Regions from separate parts of the Mus musculus genome. Here regions 1, 2 and 4 are each linked to region 3. A link is a contact called in public Hi-C and HiChIP or PLAC-seq data. All regions are on one chromosome and are shown on one strand. Each heading gives the region's core, a stretch centred on a gene start, on an enhancer-like site or on the middle of the called end of the contact. The rest is flanking DNA. Distances are from core to core; before and after follow the strand shown.

Evidence for each region. A called contact is a pair of places that touch in the nucleus more often than the background predicts. HiChIP or PLAC-seq counts read pairs in DNA pulled down with a chosen protein or histone mark.
Region 1: a contact with region 3 is called in an H3K27ac HiChIP or PLAC-seq map of regulatory T cell precursor, with 4 times the contacts expected there. The contact joins two enhancer-like sites. A contact is called at or near these places in 2 of 115 datasets of contacts at active chromatin or transcription factors (double positive thymocytes and regulatory T cell precursor) and 4 of 9 other capture datasets (adipose tissue, bone marrow-derived macrophages, liver and 1 more).
Region 2: an H3K27ac HiChIP or PLAC-seq map of regulatory T cell precursor shows a contact between it and region 3, with 4 times the contacts expected there. The contact joins two enhancer-like sites. A contact is called at or near these places in 3 of 484 Hi-C or Micro-C datasets (the G1E-ER4 cell line, bone marrow-derived macrophages and macrophages), 3 of 115 datasets of contacts at active chromatin or transcription factors (the HPC-7 cell line, regulatory T cell precursor and thymic regulatory T cells) and 4 of 9 other capture datasets (adipose tissue, bone marrow-derived macrophages, liver and 1 more).
Region 4: a contact with region 3 is called in a Hi-C map of bone marrow-derived macrophages, with 26 read pairs. The contact joins two enhancer-like sites. A contact is called at or near these places in 1 of 15 datasets of contacts at CTCF or cohesin (the NIH/3T3 cell line), 23 of 484 Hi-C or Micro-C datasets (the AtT-20 cell line, B cells, the CH12 cell line and 17 more), 6 of 115 datasets of contacts at active chromatin or transcription factors (the HPC-7 cell line, embryonic stem cells, epiblast stem cells and 2 more) and 3 of 9 other capture datasets (adipose tissue, embryonic stem cells and liver).

The regions. Positions count from the first base shown.
Region 1 is chr16:95,867,621-95,872,532 of GRCm38.p6, forward strand. All of the region lies in intron 1 of 1600002D24Rik (RIKEN cDNA 1600002D24 gene), which reads right to left. Among named protein-coding and RNA genes, the nearest start is that of Gm41508, 51 kb to the right of the region's middle. Within about 2 kb of position 2,036, at least 48 of the 459 cell types and tissues checked have an H3K27ac peak or open chromatin away from gene starts, as enhancers often do. A contact at or near this core is called in regulatory T cell precursor, where this site is marked.
Region 2 is chr16:95,890,994-95,895,975 of GRCm38.p6, forward strand. All of the region lies in intron 1 of 1600002D24Rik (RIKEN cDNA 1600002D24 gene), which reads right to left. Among named protein-coding and RNA genes, the nearest start is that of Gm41508, 28 kb to the right of the region's middle. Within about 2 kb of position 2,633, at least 63 of the 459 cell types and tissues checked have an H3K27ac peak or open chromatin away from gene starts, as enhancers often do. A contact at or near this core is called in the G1E-ER4 cell line, regulatory T cell precursor and thymic regulatory T cells, where this site is marked.
Region 3 is chr16:95,725,141-95,730,416 of GRCm38.p6, forward strand. No RefSeq gene overlaps it. Among named protein-coding and RNA genes, the nearest start is that of Ets2, 25 kb to the left of the region's middle. Within about 2 kb of position 3,836, at least 179 of the 459 cell types and tissues checked have an H3K27ac peak or open chromatin away from gene starts, as enhancers often do. A contact at or near this core is called in the CH12 cell line, the G1E-ER4 cell line, bone marrow-derived macrophages and 3 more, where this site is marked.
Region 4 is chr16:95,952,731-95,958,388 of GRCm38.p6, forward strand. No RefSeq gene overlaps it. Among named protein-coding and RNA genes, the nearest start is that of 1600002D24Rik, 26 kb to the left of the region's middle. Within about 2 kb of position 2,786, at least 58 of the 459 cell types and tissues checked have an H3K27ac peak or open chromatin away from gene starts, as enhancers often do. A contact at or near this core is called in the CH12 cell line, bone marrow-derived macrophages and multipotent progenitors, where this site is marked.

The DNA of each region.
Region 1 (4,912 bases), core at 786-3,285, 140 kb after region 3:
GCAAACGGGCTCCCAGATAAGTTATTCACAGGGTGCTAATTACCCCCAAATGAAAAAATTATAATAATTAAGCTCAGTTTCACAAAGCCTTTTGACTTAGGTAGCAATCCTTCACGCTGAACTGCAAAGCCTTGCCTAAATATTAATTAAAGGGCGCACCCACTGGCCGCCTGAGCAAAGACGGGGCCTCCTGATTCACAGATGAGGAAATCTGCAGCACAGAGATTGCACACGTGTGTTCTGTGTCCTAAGACGGACCTGCCTGTCTTCCATAGACGGCTCAGCTCTCCAAAGGGATGGTGAGCAGCTACGGCTCCCTGTTTCCAGCGACATGGGCAAACGTCTGCCATGGGATTTTACATGAGAACAAGAGAGACACATACTGCCTGCCTGCAGGGTGGTCTTTGAGGTGTGTAGACGTGATCTCCGTGTCTGTCATGGCGTGTCTGTGCGTCTAGCTCAATGCCATTGACTTTTTAGGAGTTATTGATTTCTGGAAGTCTTCAAGAGGATCCTTGTTTTCTCTGTATTCTCTGCCACTTCTAGATTTTTCTACAAGCAATATTTAATTTATATGTATGTTAAAATACATTTATGATAAAGGTATCTGTAATTTTAAGAATAAATATTATTAACCATCTTTCCTAGCCCCCACTTTTCTTTGGCCTTTATTTGCCCAGTAGGGTGTTTGCTTTTCAACCCTCTGCTTTCTGAGTACCCAACTACCTGCGGTTGTTCCTAGTGAAGTGACAAGGTGACCTCAGGGTGTGGCTCTCCCTAGGATGCCACCTGGCTACAGTTCACCTGGAAAACACTGTCCTGTCATCATGAACTTTCAGTGTTAGGCTGAATCCAGCTCTCAGAGCAGGCAATGCAGGGCAGAGCTTAAGTGCTCAGAGTCCAGAGAATGCCCTACAGAGCCACTGTCAATCAAGAAATGTGTAGTTTGTCTTATGTGCAATGTGTGTGTCACATAGTTTGTGCTCTTTATATATGTAACATGTGACCTATGTTCAATATGTATCCTTTATGTGATAAGTATTGGGTATATGGTCTATCTCCTCCTGTGTGCAGTGTGTCTTATGTGTGCTGTGCACTATGTCCAGTGTGTGTAGTGTATCCTGTGTAGCCAGTATGTCCTGTGTGTGCAGTGTGTCCTGTGTATGTCATGTACTGTGTCTAATGTGTGCGGTATGTCCTGTATATGCAGTATGTCCTCTGTGTGTGCAGTGTGTCCAGTATAGGCAATATGTCCTGTGTGTGCAGCATGTCCTATGTATGCAGTGTGTCCAATGTATGCAGTATGTCCAGAGTGTGGAGTGTGTCCTGTGTATGCTGTGCAGTGTGTCCTATATATACTGTGCAGTATGTCCAGTGTGTGCAGTGTGTTCAGTGTGTGCAGTATGTCTAGTGTATGCAGTGTGTCCTGTATATGCTGTGCAGTGTGTCCAACATGTGCATTGTGCCCAGTGTGTGCAGTGTGACCAGTGTGTGCGGAGTGTCTAGTGTGTGCAATATGTCCAGCATGTGCAGTATGTCCCATGTATGCTGTGCAGTGTGTCCAGCATGTGCAGTGTGCCCTGTATATGCTGTGTAGTGTGTCCTATGTGCAGTACACATACATACAGACACACAGTATCTTTCTTATATGTAGTGTGTATCCTATATGTGGTGCATGCCCTGTATAACACATATGCTATATATAATGTGTCCTATGTGAAGTGTGTCCTGTATATGGCATTTTTCCTATATGCAAATGTGCCCTGTGTGTAATGTGTGCCCTGAGTATGGTATGCTGTGTGCTCAGTGTGTGTCCTGTATGCAGTACATATACACACACATGCACACACAAGATCTTAATATGTGGAATTCATGTCCTGTGTGGAGTACGTGTCCTGCATGTGTTGCATGCCCTCTGTGACATGTGCTGTGTGCCAAATACCTCCCTCTCAGCCCACCTGGCCATCTGGAGGCAGTGAGAGGGAAGGGGGAGCCCCAACATCAAAGGCATCACATTGCCCTAGTGACATCCTGCCTTGATAGCTTGAGGTGTCACCCAGACTTTCACCCTGCAGACAGCTACCCTCCCTCCTCCTGCCTCCAGCTGCAGACTGAAGGTTCGCACCTTCCTGCAAACGAGCCTCCTGCTCACTCTATAACATCAACACAGCAATAGAGCCAACCAGATGTGGGGCCAAAGGAAGCCCCTCACAGACAATATGGAAGGGCATTTTTCCACCAACAAAACCCACTCATCGTCCCACAAAGAAGACGCACCCCCTCTGATCAGCTTTGGGTCAGCCCACAGATGTTCAGGCCATCGTCAGGGAGCTGAACAGCCAGCCCCGCATGACACAACCCCTCCAAGTGCAGGCTGACTTTTAACAGCCCTCTGGGGAATACAGCTAGGCTGGGGTGTAGTGGGGGTCCTATGAGGTGTATTTTCCAAGATGATTTGCTTTGATTTGTTTTGAGCTTTCGCCTCCACAGGGAAATCCAGATGAGTCCAATGTACCCTGTAGATATGGGAGTCTCAGCCCTAACTTGTCCTCATTCCTGGATTTACAGAGCTACGGCCTGGATTACAAAAAGCCTCACACACAGAAGGCTTGACTTCAAGGCTATCCTTTAACTGTAGTGGGGAGGGAAGCTCTCCCAAGATGTGCAAGGGAGCTGCGGACAAAGAGAGGGTGGGCTAATGGGAATAGAGCAAAGTGGTGACAGCCCCAATGAACCCACCCAGGGGAGAGGTTGTGATCCCTCAACAGCCTCCAGGAAGCCAGAGTTCTCACAGGAACACCCCACCCTCAAAGCCAGGTGCTCAGGAAGTAAGTTACAAAGAGAGTAGGGGGGAAAACAGGCCAGAGGCCACCTGCAGAGAGCTGATCTGACAGGAAAGGAGCTAGGCCTGAGAATCCAGAGGGGCTGCACCCCTAAGCTGCACCAGACCTACCCACAAAACTCCCCGCCACCCCTAAGCCTCTACTAAGCATTTCTCCTCTACTACCTTCTTGTCTGGGGGCAAGGAGGGGGGAGAAAATACCTTCTGCACACCTGCAACCCCATTGGAAGCCTCTTACATCTGGAGAGAAAGCAAAGGTGGCAGGGTGGTAGAGTGGAACCTGACAGTGGCTGTGGTGGCTACCATTTGTGAAGCACAAGCTATGCTCTGAGCCTCCTGTGGGCTACCCCAGTCCCTTAGCCCTCACTTCCTCCAAGACTCCAAGATGGCTCTGATCTTCACCTATACCACTCACCTGTCTCCCAACACAATAACCTCCCGGAGGACTTCTCCCAAAACCCCCACCAGCCCCCAGCATGGTTCCCAGGTGATATTCTGGATATCCTTCACTACACAGACATGGAAGGACCCTGAATTTTCCAGAAACCCACTCCTTAGAAAATCATGTTGATCCTGCTGGGCAGGAGTTTAGCTCTAATAAGGACCTTGGTTATTTTGATAAGGCACACCCTCATGATGTATGCTTAATTCAATAGCATCTGCAAAGACCTTATTTCCAAACAAACTCCAGGTCACAGGTTCCAGGGGATAGAATTTGGTCTTATCTTTTGGGGGCACAATTCAACACTAAACAGAATATTAACACTGATGCCCAAAGACAGAAAACTCCATAGCACAAAAAAATGTTTCTAATAAATACATTATTACTCAAAATAGACATGTAAACAACTTGAAATACACCATGTGAGACTTTTCTGTTAAACTATTAAACAGCTGTAATAAATAACAATAGGAGTTGGGGGTAGAGTCCAGTTGGTAGAGCACATGCCTGGCTTGATCCCCGTTATTGGCCAATTCCATAGTAATCTTAGCACTTGGGAGGTAGAGGCAAGAAGAGCAGGAGCTCAAGGCCATCTTTGGCTACTTAGCAAATTTGAGGCCAGCCTGGGCTACATGAGACACTACTTTTAAAGAAAAGAGTACAGGGAAACTATTGATGAGAAGACAAAATTCTTCCAACAATGCTAAATTACCAACAGCTGCTGGGTAAGGATCCACATCACAGAATAGTAAGGTCGAGGCAGAGGTGAACATGGTCCTTGCAGCTCATTTTAATGTACTTTTAAGTTAAAACAAAAGGAAATGGAGATTGTTTCTATCTTCTCTACCAGTCACCCACTCTGAGGTTTGAGGTTATCAAGCCAACCTACATTCTGGGTCATTGGGGGCTTGCAGGGCTGAGACAGCCCAAGAATAGGAGGTCCCTGGAGGTGACCAAGTGTCAGGAATGAACATTTGAGGACAAGGCTGGTTGTCATTGTGCTTTTAGATGTCTGAGGGAGATGAGGAACAAGCACGTCTGAAACACATGGAATAGACATGAGTTCATGTTGTGGACGTTGGTGCCATAACAGAAACTTCCAGAAGTTGTATTCAGCATTACCTGACTTCCTGAAAGGGGCCCAACCTCATACCCTCAGTGTCTCCAAGAACTCAAAAGAGCTGTGTGCCACTGGTACAATCTCCCTGGATTGCTGGGTGTGGGGCTGGAAAGCCCCCCCCCCATCTCTGACTTGGTCCCTTCATCAAAAGAGACCCATTTGTTCACTTGGACAATAGCTTCTGAGCTGCAAGGAATCAGACACAACCAAGTCCATGGATATATATGCTGATAGTCTCTCATGTATTTATATTTGTGTGTGTGTGTATATATATATATATATATATATATATATATATACACACACACATGTGTGATGTCAACAGGGTGGTCTTCCAGATGGAAAGACAAAGCACTTCAAGGCAAAGCACAGGGCTGAACCATCTCTCTAATAAGGGGACATTTTCTTCTTCACCAAATCCCAGACCCTGGTGAGTCAGACCTAGAAGTGCTTTGCTGGGAGGAAGGTACCGTCAGAGTGCTCTGTCTACACCAGAGTCAGTTCTGCT
Region 2 (4,982 bases), core at 1,383-3,882, 160 kb after region 3:
ACCTTTATGGTCTGCCACAACCCTATCAGAGACACCTAACCTCCAGTGCACATGCAGATGTTACAACAGTATACAGATTATAATTTCATAATTCTATTAAAATTAAATGTCCATTAAATAGAGTTCCACAAATACCTGTGTGAAATTTATGTGTTATGAGGATAAAGATGCCAGCAGGCAGCAGGGCAAGCTTCAAATCCTAAAATACTTACTGTGTGGCTTTGTATAGAAAGGGGTTGCTGACCCCCACAGTAGCCTAACAAAAGACAGAAGCACAGCCCCCTGATTTTACACAACAAAAAGCAGAGTGACTGGCTAGCAATGAGTCTTCAAGGACTTCCCACAAAACAACCTCCTCCCTGGCTTCTGGAGAAGGTTCCAGAACTTTCTAAGGACTCTGGCCAGAGTGTCAGCTAGGAGATCATTCCTAAAGTTTCTACAAGCCTGAATGGAGTATGACTGTCTTTCCAGCCTCTGGGGTCACAAGAAAACCAGAGGAAAGGGAATGCCATGCGCAGGAGATTTCTCTTAGGGGATTTTGAGACCCTGAGGAACCTGTCACAGGAGCTGGGAAATATGCCTACTGTGGAGTGCAGCTACTGAAGGCTGTGGCTAGGACACAGTGGTTCACTCCTTCAGTGTCTTGGTTGCCTTTCTATTGCTGTAGTGAAGCAATGGGACCAAGGCAATTTAGAAATGAGCTTGTCTGAGGATTACGTTTTGGAGAATTGGAGTCCATAGGCACCATGGGGGAAGCATGGTAGCAGCAGGCAGTCAGAGCACTAGAGCAATCGCTAAGAGTCTACATGTTGACTCACAACCATGAGGCAGACAGAGAGAGCTGAGAATGGCATTTCGAATGTCCAAAACACATCCCAAGTGACACATCTCTTCCAACAAGACCATTCCTCCTAATCCTTTCCAAATGGCTCTACAAACTGGAGACCATATTCAAACATATGTGCCAATGGGAGCCATTCAAAATCAAACATCCACACTCAAGACAGAACCAGACTGCTTTCTCTCATTTTCAGACACCCAAGCCCCCGCAGTGAGGGGTCAAGACCCTGGTGTTACTGGGACTTGGTCACCAGAGGCCTTGTGAGTTGGTTATCTTCCCACATAACACTGTATATCCTCAGAGGCTCTGCGCTCCAGGTTAAAAGTAGTCAGGGCCAGCCAGAGACGCGAGTCCCATGGAGAATTTGAGGTGTCAGTCAGCACCCTGAAGCCCTACCTGGGGCACAAAGCCACACTGACATGACCACAGATCTCTGAAGGAGATGCTGGCCACCCCATCCAAGCTCATCCACATCCTCAGAAGAGCAAGTCCACATTGAAGCCGTTTCTCTGAGAAATAAGGCAACCCCCATGGTCCAGCCCACCCAGGAGAACCTTCTGGAATGTCCCACATGCGAGCCACAAGACTGTGTATCAGTCTGGTCGCCATCTACTCCAAAGCTTCCCACAAGAGAATCTGACAAAAATCACAGGCTGCCAAGAATAAAATTATTCTGCTCCCCTCCCCAGGGGAAACCAGACAACTCTAGTTTTTCCAAGAAACTCCTGCCCCAGGAGTTAAAAAGGAGGACATGGAGGGATTTCTCATCAAAGCTACTCAAGACAATGACACTTTCCAGCATGACTAGAATTTCTGTGCCAGAAGTGACTGATCCACTACGCAGGAACATGTTAATTACCTTGGCAGTTTTCTCCACAGGCTTCCAGTAATTTTTTTTTATTATTATTGTTTTGGTTTTTTTTTTCCTAAAGAGAATACTTCAGTGTGTCTTCAGGGTTGTCATAGAGAGTCGCATCACAGAAACTCCCTGGAGAAAGATTACTTCAAAGGCTCATATCGGCAAGGCACACACACACACACACACACACACACACACACACACACACACACGGCACACGAATATGCCTGAGGACTTTGCAGGAGGAATGGGAAAAGGCTTTAAAGACAAGAATGCTGTGGGGTGATCTGTAAATTTCCTTCTTTCTCTGGCACCTCCATGGGCCTTCACCATCTGCCGGCACCCATAAGTGATTGCCTTTTATTAAATTGTGATGATTACATACTACAGAAATACAAACCATAACAAATCCACACAGCCTAACAAATATGACTGACAAGTGATTGAGAGGCCCCTGATGGGCGAGTCCGGATGGTGCCAGAGAACACGTCTACACAGAGTGCCTGGAAGCGCCCTTCATGGAGACCTCTGGTCAGCTCAGAAGCCCATGCTGATGACTAGAATCCAAACACTCCTCACTGGTTCTCAGAGTCCCAGAGAGAGTGGTGACTGCTTGGTCCCCAAAGCCACTGGACACGTATCTGCAACTTCCAAGATGTGTGACGTGAACCCGTATGTACACAGATACATGTGCAAAACCTCCAGCGGTGTCTCAACCAGGAGCCACATGAAAGGAAACATGTACACATGTTCAAAGTATGAAACAACACAGGGCATCACACTCTACACATGTGCAAAGGATGACACAGTTCAGGATGTCACACTGTGCACATGTGCAAAGGATGACACAGCGCAGGATGTCACACTGTGCACATGTGCAAAGGGTGACACAGCACAGGATGTCACACTCTCCATGTGTGCAAAGGATGAGACAGCACAGGATGCCACACTACACATGTGTACAAAGGATGAGACAGCACAGGATGCCACACTACACATGTGTACAAAGGATGAGACAGCACAGGACGTCACACTATGGGAAAATGCCATCTGCCCTTTGACTCTACAACTTAAATGTCTTAGTTTCGTTTCCTGTTGCTTCAATAACATACCTAACAGAAGCAACGTAAGGTCTACTTCAGCTCACAGCTCAAGGTACAGTAGATTGAGATGAGGAAGTCCAGGCAGGTGTTGCTTAATACAGCTGCTCAAATTGCAAAGAGCATTGCTCTTTCTCTATTTACACAGACTAGGATCCCCAGCCCAGGGAAGATCCTGCCCACATTCAAGATATTAACTTCATTAAGATAATCCCCAAGGCATGGCCAGAGGCCTGTCCCCCAGTCAATTCTAGATTCTGTCCTGTTGACAGTTAACACTACCCTAAGACAATAGAAACACTACCCAGGGAGTGTGAGGAGGTGTGTAGCAGCACAGCACTTTGTTCTTCTGTGACAGAGGGGAGGTGAACCACATCTGTGTGTTTATGGACCATGCATCCCTTCTGAGGCCAGTATTTGTGGGAAACCCTCGGGGAGAACTTCCCTTCTGCAACCTGACTTCTGCCCATCCCCCCCCCCCTTCAGGCCGCAGGGTGTCTGCTTTACTTCAAGGCATTTCACAGTCATCCCTTGACTTCCAGCTCTGAAGATACCTATTTCCAATTTCATATTTATTTTTCCTGCCCTCCCTCCCTTCTCGATGCTGCCTCAACACTCTCCTCCCATAGTTGCTTCTAGAAATTTACCACCTTCACTTTTGAAGTCTTGTCTGCAACTCAGTTTCTCTCCCACTGAGTTCCAGGTGCCATTGGACAGTGAACATGAAGGAGAAAAGAGGACAATCCTGAGTGAGGTGACTCAGTCACAAAGGAACAAATAGGATATGTACTTACTGATAAGTGGATCTTAGCCCAAAAGTTCGGAATACCCAAGATTCAATTCACAGACCATATGAAGCCTAGCAAGAAGGAAGGTCAAAATGTGGGTGTTTCAGTGCTTTTTAGAAGGGTAAACAAAATACTCACAGGAGGAAATATGGAGACAAAGTGTGGAGCAGAGACTGAAGGAAAGGCCACCCAGAGACTGCCCCACCTGGGGGTCCATCCCATGCACAGCCACCAAACCCGAAAGTTATAGTTGATGCCAGGAAGTGTTTGCTGATGGAAGCCTGATATGGCAGTCTCCTGAGAGGCTCTGCCAGAACTTAACAAATATAGAGGCAGAAGCTCGAAACCAACCATTGGACTAAGCTCGGAGGTCCCTGATGGAGAAGGGACTGAAGGAGCTGAGGGGGTTTGCAGCCCCATGGAAGGAGCAACAGTGTCAACAGGCCAGACCCCCCCCCCAAGAGCTCCCAGGGACTGGACCACCAACCAAAGAGTACACATGGAGGGACCCATGGCTCTGGCCACATATGTGGCAGAGGATGGCCTTGTTGGACATCAGTGGGAGGAGAGCCCCTTGGGCCTGAGGGTGTTCGATGCCCCAGTGTAGGAGAATGCCAGAGCAGGAGGTCGGGAGTGGGTGGTTGGGGGAGCACCCTCATAGAGGCAGGGGAGGGGGGATGGGATAGGGGTTCCTGAAGGGAAGACCTGGAAAGAGGAAAACATTTGAAATGTAAATAAAGAAAATATCCAAGGAAGGAAGGAAGGAAGGAAGGAAGGAAGGAAGGAAGGAAGGGAGAGAGAGAGAGAGAGAGAGAGAGAGAGAGAGAGAGAGAGAGAGAGAGAGAGAAAGAAGCAGAGGTGGGGCAAGGAAACTCACACTGATATGATCTGAGCTGGAAGATCATAAGTTCAAGGCCAGTTCTGGGCTACAAATGAAGATGGAAGAAAGGACGGGGGGCAGGTAGTGGCGGGGGGGAGGACTGGAGTGAGGAGGAAGGGATGGGGGAGAAGGGAAAAGAAATAAAGAGAAAAGAGCTACATATGGCCAGGAAAGATGGGTTAGTTCAAACTTCCTGGATTCTAACACACTGATCTGAGGTGATAGGAAAACCACTGATATCTTGCAAAGGTGAAACATGCATACCACTGAGCTAGATGTGAGGATCAGCAAGGCAGACTCCTGGCCGCTCCAGGGAGAACTATCCCGGCTTTCTAGAGCCTGTCTGTTCTGGTGACGCACCCTCTACTTTCATGCAGCAGCAACAAAATCGTGGCAGGATGGGCTGGCACTCAGGAGAACTGCTTACTCGTGTGCCCACATGCATGAATGCTTGAGTTTCTGACCTGTAAATCTCAACTCTCCTGCCTCAGGGCTGGCCTTACAGGTGTTCTCC
Region 3 (5,276 bases), core at 2,586-5,085:
TCGAGACTGAGCCTCTGCTGAGCTGAGGAGTGTGGGTAGCCTCTCCATGGTGGGGAAATAGTAAAGTTAAAACAAGGGGCAGTGGTGCACATCTTGTAATCTTAAGGTTGTCAGAAGTTCAAGGCTATCTTACTCTACATATGAAGTTCCAGGCTTGCCAGAGCTACATAATGAGAAAACCAGCAAGACAGGGAGGAAGTTAATTCAGTCCCTTTGTGCTTATATCTCTTCTTGGCCTGTTGGCATAAAAGACATATTGATCAACTGGATTAAAAAGAAGACTCAGAGATAATCCCACACACTTACAGACACATGATTTTTCATAAAGAAGTCAAACAGATACACTGGAGAAAAGACAGCATCTTCAACAAATAGTCTTGGCCAAACTGAATAGCTGTATGTAGAATATAAATAGATCCATATCTATCACCCTCTACAAAACTCAACATATCGGAACGTCAACCTAAGACCAGGATTCCTGAATCTCATAAAAGAAAAATGAAGGAATGGGCTTGAACTCATGGGCACAGGAAAAGAATTTCTGAACAGGATATTGATAGCATTAAAACCCAATCAATAAATGGGACTTCATAAAGCTGAGAACCTTCGTATGGAAAAGGATACCACCAGGCAAAGCAAGACCCTACAGAATAGGAAAAGACCTTTGCCAGTTAATTATACACCTGATAGAAGTTTAGTGCCTAACATATACCAAGTACTAAAAAAAAAAATAATCAACAAAACAAACATCTTGGTCAAAACGGAATACAGAACTAAGCAGAGAGTTCTCAAACGAAGAAACACACAAATGGATGAGGAAGGCTAAAGAAATGTCCAACATCCTTAGCCATCTGAGAAGTGCAAACTTAAAACTACCTTGAGATTTCATTTACCCCAGTCAGAATGGCCAAGACCAGTAAAACAATTGACAGCATATGCTGGCAAAGATGGGGGGAGGGGAGGCTTATTCATTGTATAACCACTATGAAAATCAGTGCTGGAGGCTCCTCAAAAAGCTGAAAATCAATCGAACACAGTATGCAGCTATATTACTCTTGGCCACATACCCAAAATACTCTCTATCTTACTATAGAGATCCTCACTCATCTGTGTTTGTTGCTGCACTATTCGTAATAGCTGGAGACTGGAAACAACCTAGCTGTGCACCTCCTAATAAATAATAATGAAAATCTAGACTATTATATAATGAAATATTTTGCAACTGTTAATAAAAATGAAATTATGAAAAGTTCAGGCAAATGAGTAGAGCTAGAAAAAAAAAATCATCCTGGGTGAGGAAACCCAGAGGAAGACAAATTTTGCTTATTTCCTCTTATGTATGGATGCCATCTCTTAAGCTTTAGATATGTGTGCTTCAAATATCCATCGAGGTAGATAATAAGGGACTGGGGGCGGGATCTTCCAAGGAAGGGGAAAGAGACTGTAGTGCTATAAAGAGATACAGAAAACAATATTAGGAGGGTGAAATATGGAGGGGGGGGGGAGAAGGATGGATGAGAGAGTTGGGGGAGGGGTAACTAACACCAAAGGACTTCTGAAAAGTAATACAGAAACCTACTCTAAAAGCTTCCTAAAGTATACACATATATGAAAGGAATGTAAATGGAGTCACTGTGTAAGGGGCAAGACAATGCCTCAACTGCACATCCTATACTACTAAGTATAATCTCCAGCATCAGGAATGCCTTACATCACTGGAGAGAGCAGTCCATAAACAGGTCTGCCCTCACCCCCAATACCACAGGCTGTTGCAAATGCTATTGGTTGCTATCCACACATGATGGTAAGGCCCTATCGCTGAAGACACAGCTTACGTATGCCATCAACCATGAAGAAACTGAGATGCTGCCCAACTAGAGGCTTCACCAGGTCTGACCAGCAGACACAGTACCCGGAAGTTACTCTGTGCTCTACCAGAGGGGGAAAGCAGTCATCAGAACCAACCCTCAGCCTACAGCAATCAGGCGCTTGTCTGATAGACTGGTGCAGGTGTGGCACAAAGGTTATGGTAATAACCAAGCATTTTTTTTTTTTTTGCCAGATTTAAGACCTACTCCATGAGACAGAACATATAGGTGACTCTGAGGTTATATAGGTCATGGGCCTAGGAAAAGATCAATTACTGTTACTCTTCTAAAGGACATTAGCAATAAAATGTAGCTTAATGCTATACTCCTATGCCCACAGATGAAAGCATCTCTCAGCCCCTACCAGAGAAGCTTCTTGCAATAGATGAGAATTGACACAGAGACCCACAGCTAGATAACGTGCAGAGAAGATGTCTTTATCAAGCCCTGCCAGACCTCATCAAGGCTCAGGGACCTTTATGAAAGTGGAGGGGAAAGATTGGAAGAGCCAGAGGTATCAGATATAAAAGGATTGATAAAATAATAATAATAATAATAATAATAATAATAATAATAATAATAATAATAATAACTCACAGAGACTACAGTAGCATACCAAGACCTGCACAGGTTCAAACCAGACAAAATCTCAGCATGGAGGAAGGGAAGTGGACACAAAGTATCACCCCTAACTAAGAAACTATTTGCAATGGATACTTTCTGGTAGAAGGAAAAATCCATTGTCTCAAATGGCTATCCCTGGGAATACCACACTCCAAGGCAGGTCCCATGCCCAGGAGTAGTTAGCTAACACAAAACCAACTCCAGAAGTTTTGTTTGGGGGAAGGGGTCCGGCACACTATTGTTTTGTTTTGTTTGGACATTTTTTTTTGTCCTATTGACTTTTTTTTTTTAGGTTTATGTTTTAATTTTCAGTTTTTGGGTTTTGTTTTTGCCTTGAGAGACGCAAAGAACATGCAGTTGGGAAGGGATGGAAGTAGGAAGGATCTGAGAAGAATTTAAACAAGGGGAAAATATATGATCAAAATATACTGTATAATTTTTAAAATAAAATGTTATTTATTGGTGATGGCATTCCTTCTAGGCTCCACCCCACAGTTACCTGGCAACAGCCAGGTGTGCCTGACTCACTATAAAAGGGGCTGCTTGGCCCCTCCTCACTCTCTTCTTTCTTCTTCTCTTGCTCTCTTACCCTCTTCTTCCTCTGTTCCTTCTCTCCCCACTCTCTCCACTCCTCATGGCTAGCCTCTCCTCTCCTCTCCTCTCCTCTCCACTCCACTCCTCTCCTTTCCTCTCCTCTCCCCTCCCCTCCCCTCCCCTCCCCTCCCCTCCCCTCCCTTCCCCTCCCCTCCTCTCCTCTCCTCTCTTCCCCTCTTCTTCTTCTCCTTCTCCTTCTCCTCTTCCTCCTCTTCCTCCTCCTCCTCTTCCTCACCCTCCTTCTTCTTCTGTCTCTCTCTCTCCCTCCCTCCTTCCCTCCCTCCCTCCTTCCCTCCCTCCCTCCCTCCCTCCCTCCCTCCCTCCCTCCCCCAACTCCCCTCCTCATGCCCCAAATAAGCTCTATTATATACTATACTCATCCTGTGGCTGGTCCCTCAGGGGGAAGGGATGCCTCAGCATGGGCACTCAGAGGCACCCCCTTCCCCTGTACCATACCACTCATCCACCAAACATGCCTGGCTTCTCTCTCTCTCTCTCTCTCTCTCTCTCTCTCTCTCTCTCTCTCTCTCTCTCTCTCTAACACAACAGTTGTTATTTTTAAAAAGGAATCATCAACACTACTGCAGATGTCACACTAGGGCTCCTTCAGGCTCCCAGTTCCTCTATCCACAGCCCTTGGTTTGCATTTCAAATTACCCATGACCTTCAGATCTCTTCATCTGGGCCAGATGCTGATCTGTCAGCTCTCTCAGAGCAATACAGAAGGGTGAGACCCAAAAGCTTAGCCGGGGAAACCCCCGGTTATGAAAGCATGTTGTAACTCTTGGGCGGAGCTCAGTCATGTGAGTCCTGCCTGAAATATGACACTTGGGAAAGTCCATTTTTGGGCATAGCTGGTGTGATGACATCGTTGCAACTGGAACTGACATGGTTTTTGTTCTAGGCGCTATGAGTAACTGTCCCCTCCCTGTCTCCCGAAGCCATGTTCAGGTGGCACAATGGTTCAGGATTGCCAAAGCCAGTTCCCACAAGCTGTCTCCATGTGTCCAACTCTAATCTCTTCAGATGTAGAGCCAGGGTTCAGCATGTGATCACGTGGCACAGCACATCAGAAGCACGGGTTCGTGCAGTCCAGTGGACCAGAGAGAGGCAGGCTGGCTGGAAGACAGAACACGGAGGCTAAAAAAAAAAGCACATGAGACTTGGACTCTGAATAGAAAAGAACTACATGTTGGCTGTGGTCACCTTCACATGAACCTGGTGCTGAGAAATACCACCCACTTTGGGGTTGGATGCGGCTGTCCATATCATAAAGTAAGCACATAATTAATGGCTGCAACAGCCAGCACCATTTTCAAAGTTCACTTTCATCTGCCATTCCATTTATTCCTTGAGAGGTTGGTTTTACTACTCCCATTTTGCAGATGTGGGAATTGAGGCTTAGAGAGATAAAACTCCTGCACCAGAGGGGCTGGATCCTGATCCATCAGTGTAGCTCCTGACTTGCTATGCCTGATGTGTATGGGAGCTAAGACTTCAGTCCTTGGAACGTGCACATGATATATACATGTGAGCACACACCAAATGCACACACATGCACACACATGAGAAAACACCCTGCTGCTTTCACATTAGCTGTTTCTTTTAGTCCACCCTCCCACATCTTGTAAGCATTAACTCCGTGGGGCTGGCATCCAGGGCCACACATTGGCAGCATTTATTTTATTATTGCTCTGCAAGCTGTTGTGTGACGTGAGGATGTCACCAGTTTTGTTCCTTTTGGGAAAATAAGCATCATCCACCCCCAGCTCCTTCCCTGCTGTGTGGACATAGACACGGCGTCCGTGCATCATCTACCCTGCCTGGCTCTTCACCCCAGCCTCCACTTGCTGCACAGGAAAGTGGTGCTCCTGTGTCCACATTCTCCTGTTCATAAGATAACAGCAGCCTACCTTAGTGCACCACGGAGACCTAATCCTAATCCAGGTGCCTCTGTAAAGTCTCTGCTGTCTCTGAACCCAGCCCCACCTTGAGGTTCTAGGGCTGGAAGTGAATGGACGACTCTGAGAGAAATCTGAGAGGGTTCTTCAACTCATGTCCTCAACACTGATCAGATTCATGATAGCTTCAGTACCCTGAGTGGTATCTGTGCTCTTGGAACTATCTTAAGCGTTAAAAATATTACAGACACAGAGAGAGGCTCTTACTATAAAGAGTAAACAAGGGGTG
Region 4 (5,658 bases), core at 1,536-4,035, 230 kb after region 3:
GACTAAGTATTCGAAACATCTGAACCTATGGAGGAAAGTCTTGTTCAAGCCGCCAAGGTGCTGAATTTGGCAACTGTGACGAATGCTGGAGTAATCAGTCTTATTTGTGTGTACGAAATATAAATATCTGTAAATATAATACATGTGGGCTGGAAAGATGGCTCAGCAGTGGTTAAGAACACTGACTGCTTTTCTAGAGGTCCTGAGTTCAAATCCCAACAACCACGTGGTGGCTCACAACCATCCATCTATAATGAGATCTGATGCCCTCTTCTGGTGTGTCTGAAGAGAGTGACAGTGTACTCACATACATACAATTAAAGAAAACACATAGCAGTTCAGGCTGACCTCTATTTAAAATATATAATACATGCACACGTCCACATATCTGTTGCAGTGATGTTTTTTTTTCAATAAAAGTTTTCTGCAACAAAATTTAAACAGCCAAGAAAAGCGCTAAATGAAACATTAAAACACCACCCAAGCCCCTGACACTCACTGGTTAACAATTGTAATTTGCTGATTTCCGGGGTAGAGGAGGTGATTATACATATTCTCTCAGTTACTTTTCTATTGCTAATGACAAGACATCATAACCAAGGCAGTATATAAAAGAAAGCATTTAACTGGGGGCTGTGGTGGTTTAAATGATAATGGCCCCTTCCATTGGCTCACAGTGAGCAGCATTATTTGAAAGGCTTAGGAGGTGTGGCCTTGTCAAAGTAGGTGTGGTCTTATTGGAGGAACTGTGTCACTGAGGATGGGCTTTGAGGTTTAGAAGTTCAAACCAGACCCAACCAATGGCTCACTCTCTCTTCCTGCTGCCTGCTGATCCAGATGTAGAACTTTCAGCTGCTTCTCCAGCACCATATCCACCAACACACCACCATGCTTCCTGCCGAGTCGATAATGGGCTAAACCTCTGAACTGTCAGCCAGCCCCAATTAAACGTTTTCTTTTATAAGATTTGCTATGGTCATGGTGTTTCATCGCAGCAATAGTAACCTCTAATGAAGACAGGGGCTTACTTAAGTTTTTAAGGATTCGTTCATAACAAGCATGGCTAAGAACATGGCAGCCAGCAGGCAGGCATGGTGCTGGAGCAGTAGCTGAGAGTTCACCTCTGATCCACAGCTGGAGCCAGAGAGGAAAGCCCACCACCCGCAACACACTTCCTCCAACAAGGCTATACCTCTTAATCCTTCCTAAGTAGTTATACCAACTGGGGACCAATAATTCAAATATATGAGCTTATGAGACCATTCTCATTCAAACCACCACATATATACTCAAAAATATGAAATCATATAACATGCTTGCCCTGGCTAACTGTTGTTGGGCAGTGGTGTTTTGAAAAGTGTACACTGTTATACACCCAATACTTAGTGTCCATTTCACAAGTCACATGGGATTTTATTCCTACCCACAGAATGGTTTGTAAGAGTGAATGCTTCAGCCAGGCTCTGTGGTTCATGCTTGTAACCCCAGGCCTTTGGAGGCTGAAGTGGGAAGAGGAAAAGTCTGAGGCTAACCTGGGCTACCCAGAGGCTAGCCTGGACTACCCAGTAAGATGTTGCACAGCACTTTCCCTGCATAAGCAACGCTCTGAGTTCCATTAAGCACAAAAAAGTAAGTTTCCTTGCACTAGTGCCAATCAGACAGGCGAAGACATAGCCCAGAGAAGACAGACCTACTTCTAGTGAGGACAGCATAGAATGGGGCTGGAAAGATGGCTCAGAGCACTGGCTGCTCTTGTGGAGGACTCAGGTTCAATACCCAGCAGCCACATGGTGGCTCACAACCATCTGTAACTCCAGGTACAGGGATCTGATGCCCTCTTCTGGATGCAGGCGCTGAGTACACAGTGGTGCACAGGCATACATGCAGGCAACACCCATGCACATCAAAATAAGTTCATCTTTTAAAACAAAAAGATTAAGAAGGAACACCTATCCGTTCTTTAGGTACTGTCATGCCCATCTGTTCACAGAGACCCTTAGTGTGATGGTTTGTATATGCTCAGCCCAGGGAGTACCACTATTAGAAGGTGTGACCTTGTTGGAGTAGGTGTGTCACTGTGGGTGTGGGCTTTATGATTCTCATTCTAGCTGCCTGGAAGTCAGTATTCTGCTAGCAGCCTTCAGATGAAGATGTAGACTCTAAGCTCCTTCTGCGCCATGCCTGCCTGGATGCTGCCATGCTCCCACCTTGATGATAATGGACTGAACCTCTGAACCTGAAATCCAGTCCCCAATTAAATGTTGTCCTTATAAGACTTGCTTTGGGGCAGGGGGAGGGTACAGGGTACTTTCAGGATAGCATTTGAAATGTAAATAAAGAAAATATCTAATAATAAAAAAAAAGACTTGCTTTGGTCATGGTGTCTGTTCACAGCAGTAAAATCCTAACTAAAACACTTAGTCATTGCCTTTTCTCTATTCCATTATTTTCTTCCTCCTCCTCCTCCTCCTCCTCCTCCTCCTCCTCCTCCTCCTCCTCCTCCTTCTCCTCCTGAGTGTATTGACCCTGTGGTCTGTGGAAGTTGTTCTGTTACCAGACTTGAAAATCATGGCACCCATTTCATTGTATACTCCCCACCCAAGCTATATTATTGCTGTGAAGAACACCATGACCAAGCCAACTCTTATAAAAGAAAGCATTTAATTGGGGCTGGCTTACAGTTTCAGAGGTTTAGTCCATTATCATCATGCCACAGAGTATGGCATCACACTCTAGAGAAGTAGGTAAGAGCTACTTCCTGACCCACAGTCAGAGCAATAGAGCTGAGCCTGACTCGGGTTTTAGAAACCTCAAAGCCAACCCGGGATGACACACTTTCTCCCACAAGGCCACACCTCCTAATCCTTCTAATCCCACCAAAAAGTTCCACTCCCTGGTGACTAAGCATTCAACGATATGAACCTAAACCATCCCAGAAGCCCTTGGAGGACTAGTGCTCTGTTGTTGGGCAGTGGTGTTTTGAAAAGAACCTTCTGAGAAAATCTCCACAGTGGCCTTAAAGTATAACCAGGTTATAACAGATACCAGACAATTGCACAGGCCAAGTAGAGTTGAGTCTTGAAGGTCCCGTAACGCTCAGAATGGTCAGTGTAGCTCAGGTTCAACTGGAAGTCACTGCATTAACTTCCTCTTTGCTATGCCCTCTGGCAGCCCAGGGTTCCCCTTTCTTCCGGAAATATGAGCTTGGGGCTGCTCAGGTCCAGTCCAACTGCAACAACCTCTTCCCCCTCTACCCTCACTGCTGACTTAGAAAGTCCCACAGCTACAGGAAAATGACAGGCACTCCTGAGGGAGTCTGCCTAAGACTGAATTCCTCCCTCTGCAGAAAAAATTTACCTCAGCAATTGCAGTTTCCAGGGACTCCGCCTCCACGACAAACACCTTCACCCCTCCCTCTGGCTTCAAGCACACACTATGGGCTACTCATCATCACATGGCAGGGGAGCTCTCTGAAGCTGTAAGAGGATGCCTCCACTCTGCCCCACAGGCTAGTGCTCTCCTCTACACTCCTGCAGTCTTTCTGTGGCATTTATAACTCTCCCAAAAAAATCTCTTAGCCAAAAGGACCATCTGCCTCAGTGTCCCCTTGAGCCCCTAGTCTGAGCTCACCATCGCAATTTCTCTAACCAGCACAAGAGGCCAGATTTTCATTCTTCAGCCTTCAACCTGCCTTCCTCGTTAAGGTTCATCATCCGGCTTTTAACTTAAATATGATCCCTTTACTTGGTGGCTTTATTTAGAAGCCATTGTAAGGGTATTAATTAGCCTAATTTCAACATTACTGTGTCTCAGGAAATATCGGAAGTCCTAGAATAAGAGAAGAAAAGAGATGAAGCATCCACCAAAATGCTCATGCCTTAAGTTTATCACCTTGAGTGAACGCTTTTGTGATGCCCCAAATCAATTACAATTTTAACATACAAACATAGTTAATTTAAAAAAAAAAAACTGCAGGGCTAGAGAGATGGCTCAACAGTCTCGAGAGCCCACTGTTCCTGTTGAGAATCCAAGTAGCGACTCCATCCCCTTCTGGCTGGGCACAAGTCCAGATCCAAGAGCTCCAACGCCCTCTTCTGGCCTGCACAGGCACTGCATTCATGTGTATACACATTCCAACACACATACATAACTTAAAAGTTTTCAAATTAGTCTTAAAAAGCTAGAGCAGCTGGGCGTGGTGGCTCACACCTTTAATCCCAGCCCTCAGGACACAGAGGTAGGTAGATCTCTCTGTGAGTTCCATCCCAGGTAGGACTACAAAGTGAGACCCTGTCTCAAAACAAAAAAAAAAAAACCAAATAACCATAAAACTAAAACAGTGACTTAGGAAAGGTGAAGCAGGACAAATTGGACAGCCTGGACAATTTAGGAAGACTCTATTTTATTAAAAGCCTGAGGTAACGGGAGGGAAACTTAAGGAGTAGAGTGTTTGACTAGAACACACAAGGTTCTGATTCCATGCCTAGCATCACACCAACAAAGCAGACACTGATGACAGACACCATGCAAGTTATAACACTAAACAGAAAAGTTAAAAACAGCATGATAGCCATTATCATGAAGCCCAGAGGCTTGGCGCGTGTGCTCTTGGGAAAACGGTGCTCAGAGACCTGGTCACAGAAAGATTACCCTTCAGTTTGTAAGAGCCACGGTCACTCTGAGATACAACACAAGACCCAGTCAAGTGGGGGCAGGGGAGTCCCTCTGCACATTCGCCATTTCTAGCTGCCACAGGGTGTAAATAAGTCTACCACCCCAAACACTGAAGGAGAGGAGAGATCCATAGTGAGGGTATAGAGATTCCAGGGGCCACAGGAGGCCCAGCTCAGCTGCAGGATTGCAGCCTGGTGCTGGAGGCTGGCACATGCCATTAATCTCCAGCACTCAGAAGGCAGAAGCAGGCAGATCTCTGTGAGATCAAGGCCAGCCTGGTCTACAGAGCAAGTTTCAGGACAGCCAGGGCTACACAGAGAGACCATCTCAAAAATAAATACATTGTTTCAAGGGAAGCTAGCAGCCAGCTGCCGCCTCAGTGTGCTGTAGATATTTTCCTTAGCAGTCGGAAGTTGCTAAACTGAAGATTGGCTTTGTATTTTAATCTAATGGGTTATTGCCTGGTTGGTTTTTAAAATTTGCTTAATAGTATCCTTGACATATAGAAGCTTTTAATTGTGTCAGGCTAATCAATATTTCCATTTAGCCTCTTATTTTGTTATGGTCATAATTTACAGCACGGCACGAGAGAGCTTTCCCATCCTAGATTAGCTAATACCTCATCCTCGCTGCCTCCTGAGATGATCCCATTATTACTGCTGTGTGTCCCATTTCCTAGAATGCTTTCTTCACCACCAGGGTAATTTGTTTATATAAACTATGTTGCTGCTGACTGGCTTAAAAGCTATTTGTTCACAATTTTGCTAATCAGTGACTTTTTAAAGGGAAGAAGTGAGACTTCAGCAAGTTATTTCACCCTTCCGTACACACCTTGTAGCACGGCCGTAAGATAAGCAATAAAATTTCACAGGAGGCTGCCTTTTGGGTGCGTCAGCACCATTCCTGTACCGGATCCACTGCATTCCGGTTGTAACCGCTTTCCTGACTCAGACCACCACTTTTGTGATCTCAGGTGTTAACTTC